2 separate regions of the Mus musculus genome follow, and region 1 is linked to region 2. The links are chromatin contacts, called in public HiChIP or PLAC-seq maps. All regions are on one chromosome and are shown on one strand. The core of a region is the stretch at or near the end of the contact, and the rest is flanking DNA. Distances in the headings are between cores, read along the strand shown. Region 1 overlaps Lpp (LIM domain containing preferred translocation partner in lipoma). Region 2 overlaps Gm31814 (a long non-coding RNA gene).

Region 1 (3,933 bases), core at 23-2,522, 480 kb after region 2:
ATAAAGAAATTTGTCCACAAGATCTAGAAGTTACAATTTGACTATTACTAGGTTGTTATTTTACCCATCATAAGCCCAGAAAAGCAGCTTTATACTCTTCTAAAATGGTACATTTCAAAAAGAGATGAAGTGTTCAGACAGGAAGTAGGCTTTTTCCTTTAGGTAATACATCCTGAGTTTATGTTGATAGTAACAGGGAATTCATTCATTTAGTGCAGACATATGCAGTCTGTTGTGTAATATCTCATTAAGGTCAGTAGCAGGTCCTTGCTAGCCAACAGTGATTTGTAGCGGTTTCCACGGGAAATGAAGTACAGTGGTTACCTGTTCTTGGAACACATTTCAGTATCTTGTATGTTGTAAATGTTCACATCATTATTTTATTCTTTCTCCTTGCTTTGGTTTTGCCCTGATGGGAATACTACTCAAGGTCTAAAGCCTTTCTGAATTTTGTTGTTGTTGGTTGTTATTAGTATGTTTTATTACTGTAACAAAAGACCTGGAGCTAAAATAAAAATTCTTGGAGGTTGACATTCAAGCAATATGGCTCTGTTAACAGCCAAGTTTTTCTGCCCTTACTTCAAGGCAAATGGCATCATGGGAAGAGTGTCCTCATATGCATATATCAGAAGGCAAGGTTTGCCTCCATGAGCATTCATTTCATAATCTGCTTTTTTCACAAGATCCACCTTCTAAAGATTCCCAGCTCAAGAGTATCACATTTACCAAGCTTCCAGTTTATAGACCATGGTAGTGTTCACTAAGACATAGGCCAATCATATTATCGACCTGTGAAAAGTTGCCCTAGCTTTTTCAAGCCGCTTGTAGCCTGCCCAAGAACAGCACGATTATGTGCCTCAGTTACAGTGCAGCCCACGTTGTGGTGCTTCCTGGAGCTGATGTACAGTGACTGAGCCAGCATAGACCTTCAGATATTCACCCCAGGAGCAGTACCCATTCTCCCTGGAATTGTGAACATATTTAGGAAGTCTAATCATCACCTCTGTTTCCTGGTGCCTTTAATGTAAGAATAGGTGATTAACGTGTATGCTTGTCTAAGACTGACTTGTCATACATATGAGCTGGAGAACAGAAATAGATGGAAAGATTTTTGTGATAGATTATGGAAGAGAAGATGTATTGTTAAGTCAAGTCCAGTTACACTGTTGAGTTGCAGAGCAGATCAGCTAAACAGGATGTTCTCTTGTAACTCTCCTGAGGTGGGCTCAACCTCAAAAGAGAAGGTGTGAGTGTGGTGTGCCCTGCCGGAGCCTCTACCGAGTGAGTCACTTATGTGAAAATGTCTTGACATACATAGAATTGTAGAGCCCACACTGTATCTGATCACAGAAATGTTACTGCATAATAGCAAGCTGGCTTTGATCTCCATGGGATTGCAGGCTGGGGGATGAGGAGGGGTGGCTTTTGAAAGGTCACCTCTACTACTCAGGAGAACACAGAGTATCAATCCCTTATATCTGCGAGCTGGTGTAGCAAGCATTGGAAGTGTGTGCATTAAAGGAAAACTGCCATGTATCTTCATGTGTGAATGGGGTGCTTTTTTTTTTTCTGGAAGAGCTTAGCATCCTGACTACTTTCCCTTCTATGTTGTAGTTGATGATATCTCACACCCACTGGTGTGTGAAGAGGAAGAACCTGCTATGCCTACTTTCTGTGTTAGTGATGTGGCATAATGTTTTCTGGAAATGCCACACAATTTCAAATGTGACTCCTTTCTAAACTTGCGAATAGAGTTGACAACAGTGAAATATGTCCTGTAAACAAACCCCGAGACACTATCTTTTGAATGAGTGGTAGTTGAATTTATACCAAATCCCAGAAGTAGGAAGTCCCACATGTGTGGAGTTCTCTCTGCTGCCCGAGGCCCACAAGGGGCAGTGCCGGGAACAAAGCCTGCATCACCTACTTACTCTCATTCCAGTCCAGCACAGCTGAGTCCAAGTTTTATATTCTATTACTCACAATCCAAATCGATGGTAACATATAATATTTTACCTTTATTGAGTAAAACTGCAACTCTCTTCTAAAGGTGATTGCATTGCTATGTGACTTTTTATGCTATTAAATTCTTCTACTCACATCTTATTTCTGGAATTGCAAGAGAAGTAACCGAAGGACTCATTTATCTCTTTTTATGAGGTACTTAGTGGACATTGTTGAATGTTTTCTGGATGGTGAGGGTACAATCACAAATAAAGTGAAATGTACGTCCTTAAAGGGTTCATTTTCCTGTGGGAGAGGATTCAAAAGCAGACAATTATGTACTAAAGTCTAACTAAGTGGTAGAGAGAAAGTTGAAGGTAAAACATAGAGGGGATGGGATGGTCTGGTCATTGCGTTTTTTTCTGGGGTTTCTGGGGAGACACTTAAGATGAGGTAGCATTGGAGCACAGCTACCTAGGTTGTATTGAAACAAGCTATTAGATGCATGTTAAAGGATGTTCCAGACAGGCACGTTTCAATTTTTTGTTATTTTAGGGGATAGAGGAGAAAAGACGGCACAGATTCTAGCCAGCAATGGCATGGGTCAGATTGGAAAGCAGCCTGGATTGGCTGCTGCACTCTGTGAATCAAGATGCTAGGTATCAGTGAGAAAGAAAGCAGCTCCTGATCATGGCACAGGGCTCTGGACTCTGGGTCTTCCTTAGAGGGAGCTGGGGAACATCTGGAGGCTTTGATGAGAAGTGTTCTAGTCATGGTGGCCTCCTGCTGGAAAACAGACAACAGGCAGTAATGCTTCAAACTACCTAGATGTGAAAGCTGGCAGGACTCTATCAATGAGACAGGTTGTAGACAGGAAGATCCAAAGGTTTGCAAGTCTAGGACTGATGGCCTAATCAACAAGATGGTGGGCAGATGGGATGTGAGTAGTAACCACTTACTGAGGTTCCAGCAGACAGAAAGAGCAGGCATTTGGTTTCCATTTTTAGAGGTGCTTTCATTTTGACATTTATTTTAGACTTTTATTTGTTTGTGGTAGGGTGTTGGATGTGTGTGTTTGTGGCTTGTGTGTGCACATATGCACACAGACACCGTCGTAGCTTATTGGGTATCTCCTCATATCTTTCTCTATGTTGTTTTACTTTGTGCATGTACAGGCTTTGCTTTCTTGCTTGTACTTATGTCTGCACACTATGTGCCTGCCTGGTGCCTACAGAGTTCAGAAGATTGCATTGGATCTTCTGGGACTGAATTCTCAGTTGTGAGCCACTGTGTGGGTACTGGGATTGGAACCTAGGGCCTCTGCAAGAGCAGCACTTAACCATTGAGCTCTACTCTTAACCATTGAGCGTCTTTTCAACCTTTGTCATCATTAGTTTTTGAGACAGGTGTGTCATTTGAACTTGAAGTTCACTTCTTTTGAGTGGTAGGCTCAGAACTCCTGAAATCCAAATGTCTTTGTTTCCAAGTGCTGGGCCTTTGCTGGGGGTCTGAATACAGGTTTCTTGCTTTAAAAGCAAGTTCTTTTATCTAATGAGCCATATTCTTAGCTTTTTCTTTCTTTTTTTTTTATATAATGGGGGAAAGGGAGAAAAGATGATCAAGAATTTGTCTTTGTATATGTTCTGTTTGTCCTGTTAGAATCTCAGTTTCTACTGAATAGGTGTATATTCGAGGCTCAAAGTCAATCTTTCCTCTTGATATCTCATTAGGAGTCAGCAGAATGAACTTCAGAACTTTGCCACTTAAAGACTAAAATCTGAGACAATATTTTAATGCAATGGAGACAACCGAAGAAATGATCTTGGAGGCAAAGAATATGCCTGTGGGAGGAGGCCCCAAGCACAGTGGATTCTAGAAGCTAGGAAGAACATTTCTGAAGACGATCCAGTCACTTGTATTGTATGATCAAAAGCCTAAAGATTGAAATTTGAAGCATACAGTTCAGACCTTTGGTGGAGTTTAAGATGG
Region 2 (4,121 bases), core at 1,296-3,795:
AAATCGTTGAAGAGGGGAGGGGCTGTATTCAGAATCCTTCTAAGCCATGGGAGGAACTCTGAACTTCCACATAGGTGAAGAAAACAGTGGGAAGCCATCAGAAAGTTTCAAACAGGGATGTGACTTGATCTAATTAACAAGCTGTTTCACATGATCTTGTCTACTGCCTAAAACAGATTGGATGGAACAAGGAAACTGTTGCTGATGTCCTCACAGGAAGTTGCTGAGTGGAGCTTCAGTACGGATCAATAGTGACTGAAAACCACAGGCCCTTTCTCTAAATCAAAAAACAGCTGTTTAGAATTAATAGTCTTAAAACACACACATTGTATTTTTCAGGTGTCTTATCATAAATGTAGGTGATAAAATTTATAGACTGTTGGGATGTGCAAATTATAGATGATGTTCCGGGTCTCCCTTTTCTCCTTCCCAGATATTCCAAGAATGGAGGTTAAGAGGAGTCATGACAGAGAGTGACATAATATAGGTCACTTGCATCGAGTTCTCCTACACAGCCTCAACCTCACTACACAGAAACAGCAACAAATGTCAGTGGCAGGAAGTACAGAACGAGAAGAATTAACCACACTTTTTTTTTTCATCCAAACTCCAGAGTCACACACATTTACGGTTGGTTTGACCAGGGTTGGGGGTGGGTGAGGTGGCTTCTCACATTTTTTTAACCAATAGGATTTCATAGCAGTCATCAAAACAACAGCCTTTCCCACAGCTGACCTTTCATGATAGAGGGCTTGAAGGGAAGAAAAGAAAGGAGGGAGAAAACATGGACTTTGCTCATTTGTCATTCTAATAGCTGAGCACTGGATCGGTCTGATGTTGCAGACACATTGATTTGATTAAGATACAATCCATGGGTCATTCAGGCATATAAAGTACTCTTGCTTAATTGCAAAATTAACAATGGAACAGGATAAATCATTACCAAACTGAAGGTTATTCTGGGATTCATGGATTTTTTTTTCTTTTCCTCACCCAACTCATTTTCTCCATCTAAAGTTGTTTTCGACACTTGGTTAAATAAAAAAAAAAAAATCTGGACTAAAGCAACAGTCAGTACATGCCAGCTCTTCAGGGCATCAGCTAAGGGAGCTTACACACACAGAGAACTGGAGTACTGGTAAACCCATCTTACAAAGTGTTTCCCAGAATGCCTTTGCTTCCTAAGTATTCACATGATTCACAGGACTTGGGAAGCCATCCATGGCCTCAAGAAATCATCTCTGAAGACTTGAAATTTAGCTTCCATTTCTTAGCAACACAGAGTTTTTTCAGGACAACCTAATTTTGAAGCTTAAGCAACCTTTGTCCAATCACTTATTGACTGTTATATTCCAAGCACCATGATAAATGATGAGTGAAGGAAAAAAAAAAAAAAGCAAACAAAGATTCAATCTCTTTCTCAACAAACTTCCAGTCCCTGGGTTCTTTGGCTTTTGTGATTACATAAAAAGCACCTAGCTACACATACCAGTGCCTGACAAATACACAAGTGAATGCTCACAACCATCCATTGGACAGAGCACAGGGTCCCCAATGAAAGTACCCAAGGAGCTGAAGGGCTTTACAGCTCCATAGGAAGAACAACAATATGAACTATCCAGTATCTCCAGAGCTCCTTGGGACTAGACCACCAACCAAAGAAAACACATGATAGGACTCATGGCTCTTGCTGCATATGTAGCAGAGGATGGTCTAGTCGGTCATCAATGGGAGGAGAGGCCCTTGGTCCTGTGAAGGTTCTATGCCCCAGTATAGGAGACTGCCAGGGTCAGGAAGCAGGAGTGGGTGGGTTGGTGAGCAGGGGAAGGGGGAGGGATATGGGGGATTTCGAGGGGAAACTAGGAAAGGGGATAACACTAGAAATGTAAATAAAGAAAATATCTAATAAAAAGGAAAGAAGAAAGAGTTTTGAATTCAAGTTTGGGAGACATTGTCCAATATCTATGGACTTGAGAAGAGCACTTTACTCCCAAGAATCTTGATTTCCTCGTCTGCAGAATGAGAATGAAGACCCTGCACTGGATAGTTTTATGACAACTTGACCTGAACTATAGTCATCTGAGAGGACAGAACCTCACTTGAGAAAAATGTCCCCACAACATTGGACTAGAGGCAAGCCTGAAGAGCATTTTCTTAATTGGTTATTGATATTATAGGTCGTACCACCCTGGGCTAGTGGTCCTATGTTCTTAAAAAAAAAAAAAAAGCAGGCTGAGCAAGCTATAAGGATCAAGCCAGTAAGCAGCACTCCTTCATGGCCTCTGCATCAGCCCCTGCCTTCAGGTTTCCACCCAGTTTGAATACCTACCTTGACTTCCCTTGATGAACTTGGGATATGTAAGCTAAATAAACCCTTTTCCTCCCCAAGTTGGTTTTGGTCATGGTGTTTCATCAGAGCAATAGCAAACCTGACTAAGACCGAAATTCAAACCAGGATTGTGGGTTATTTCTGTGACAGACTTGACCATGTTGTCTTTCAGAGTACTGTGAAAGGACTTTGGAACTTTGAGCTAGAGAAACCATTGAATGTTAACAGTTCAGTGGGCAGTTTGGTAAGAGCTGAGAAGATAAGAATGTTGAGGGCAATGCAGGTCTAGGTTGTGAAGTCTCAGAGGGAAGTTTCAATTTTCTTCCACAGCCATTTACTATTTTGAGTTAAGATTTTGTGGTTCTTCTCATTTGGGGCTGGAGAATAAGCTCTGGTTATCAAAAGATCAGCACCATTGAAGTGAAACCTACTTTAGTAGGACAACTGATAGTGGTTAGTTGGAGCTGAGAAACTATTGGCAATGAAGAAGATACCAGAATCATGGAAGGGAAATCTGGAAAGTAGCTTTTCCTCAGGCTCAGCCCACAGAGCTGTGTACCACAGGTGGCCAAGGTTGTACCTTGTGCTGGCAGCCAAACACAGTAGTAGTGTATAAAAGTCTTCTGGGTGGTAATGGTTTAGAAGGCATGGATGGGTCATGTAGAACAACTGGAGCTGAGCTTCTGGGGCGGGTGGTAGCAGAGGCCATTGGTCAAGGTACAGCCTTGGTAGAAGTTGAAGACAAAGGATTGAAGGGGTCATGAAGAGGGTTGAGGCTTGGTACCATGAACAGAGCATAGGAGAAGCTATTGGTGAATGCAGCCCAGTGGAAACAGAAGACCCCAGAAGTTTACTACCATGAAATGACTGCCAAGTGCCAAGAACAAACACCATCAGCCTTGCAATGGAGCCAACCGGAACATTGGAGCCAGTCTGTATGTAAAGCAGAGGGTGGAGTCAGAGCAGGGACCCGAGCCCTTTGGAGGAGCCCAGAAGATCAGGAGTGAATCACACATTGAACATTGATTTATTTACACTATTGGATTTTGGTTTGGTTTTGATCTGATTGCAGCTGTACCCAGTGTCTTTTTTTTTCTGGGCAAAGTATTTATTTTTTTATTGTACTGGATCCCACAGTTGAGAGACTTTGAACGTTCGAAGATATTTTGGAACTTTACAGAGATTTTGCATTTTAAAAGAGACTGGATATTTCTAAAGAGATGTTTGAAATTGTAAGGCTATGGAACATCTTAAGCGTATAAAAATTCTTATATTGCAATGTTGATATTAATGTGTCATCTAGGGGATGAACAAGTAAACAAAGTTTATAGCTTACCAGAGATGTGTTTATGTGTCAATTTGACAAGAGGTTAATTATGCTGGCTAGTTTTACGTCAGTTTGACACAAGCTATAGTCATTTGAGAGGTGAGAGTCTAAATTGAGAAAAAAAATCCTCCATAATAGTGGGCTATGGAGAGGCCTGTGGTGCATTTTCTGTATTAGTGTTCATGCTGGAGGGCCCTTGGCTGGTGGTTCTGGGTTCTATTAAAAAGCAAGCTGAGCAAGCCATGAGGAGCGAAGCCAGTAGGCAGCACTCCTTCGTGTCCTCTGTATCAGCTCCTACCTCCAGGTTTCTGTCCTGCTTGAGCCCTGCCTTGGCTTTCCTCAATGAGCTGTGCCTTGGGATGCATAAGCCAAATGAAATCTTTTTCTCTGAGTTACTTTTGATCTTGGTTTTCATCACAGTCACAGTGACCCTGACTAATACAGAAATACAGATCGACTTCATGG

The links. HiChIP or PLAC-seq counts read pairs in DNA pulled down with a chosen protein or histone mark.
Region 1: a BATF HiChIP or PLAC-seq map of CD8 T cells shows a contact between it and region 2, with 5 read pairs. The contact joins two enhancer-like sites. A contact is called at or near these places in 2 of 115 datasets of contacts at active chromatin or transcription factors (CD8 T cells and memory CD8 T cells).

Annotation. Positions count from the first base shown.
Region 1 is chr16:24,703,174-24,707,106 of GRCm38.p6, forward strand. The region is part of intron 7 of Lpp (LIM domain containing preferred translocation partner in lipoma); the gene reads left to right. Among named protein-coding and RNA genes, the nearest start is that of Mir28a, 120 kb to the right of the region's middle. Within about 2 kb of position 1,273, at least 21 of the 459 cell types and tissues checked have an H3K27ac peak or open chromatin away from gene starts, as enhancers often do. A contact at or near this core is called in CD8 T cells, where this site is marked.
Region 2 is chr16:24,222,741-24,226,861 of GRCm38.p6, forward strand. The region is part of intron 1 of Gm31814 (a long non-coding RNA gene); the gene reads right to left. Among named protein-coding and RNA genes, the nearest start is that of Gm31814, 38 kb to the right of the region's middle. Within about 2 kb of position 2,546, at least 5 of the 459 cell types and tissues checked have an H3K27ac peak or open chromatin away from gene starts, as enhancers often do. A contact at or near this core is called in CD8 T cells, where this site is marked.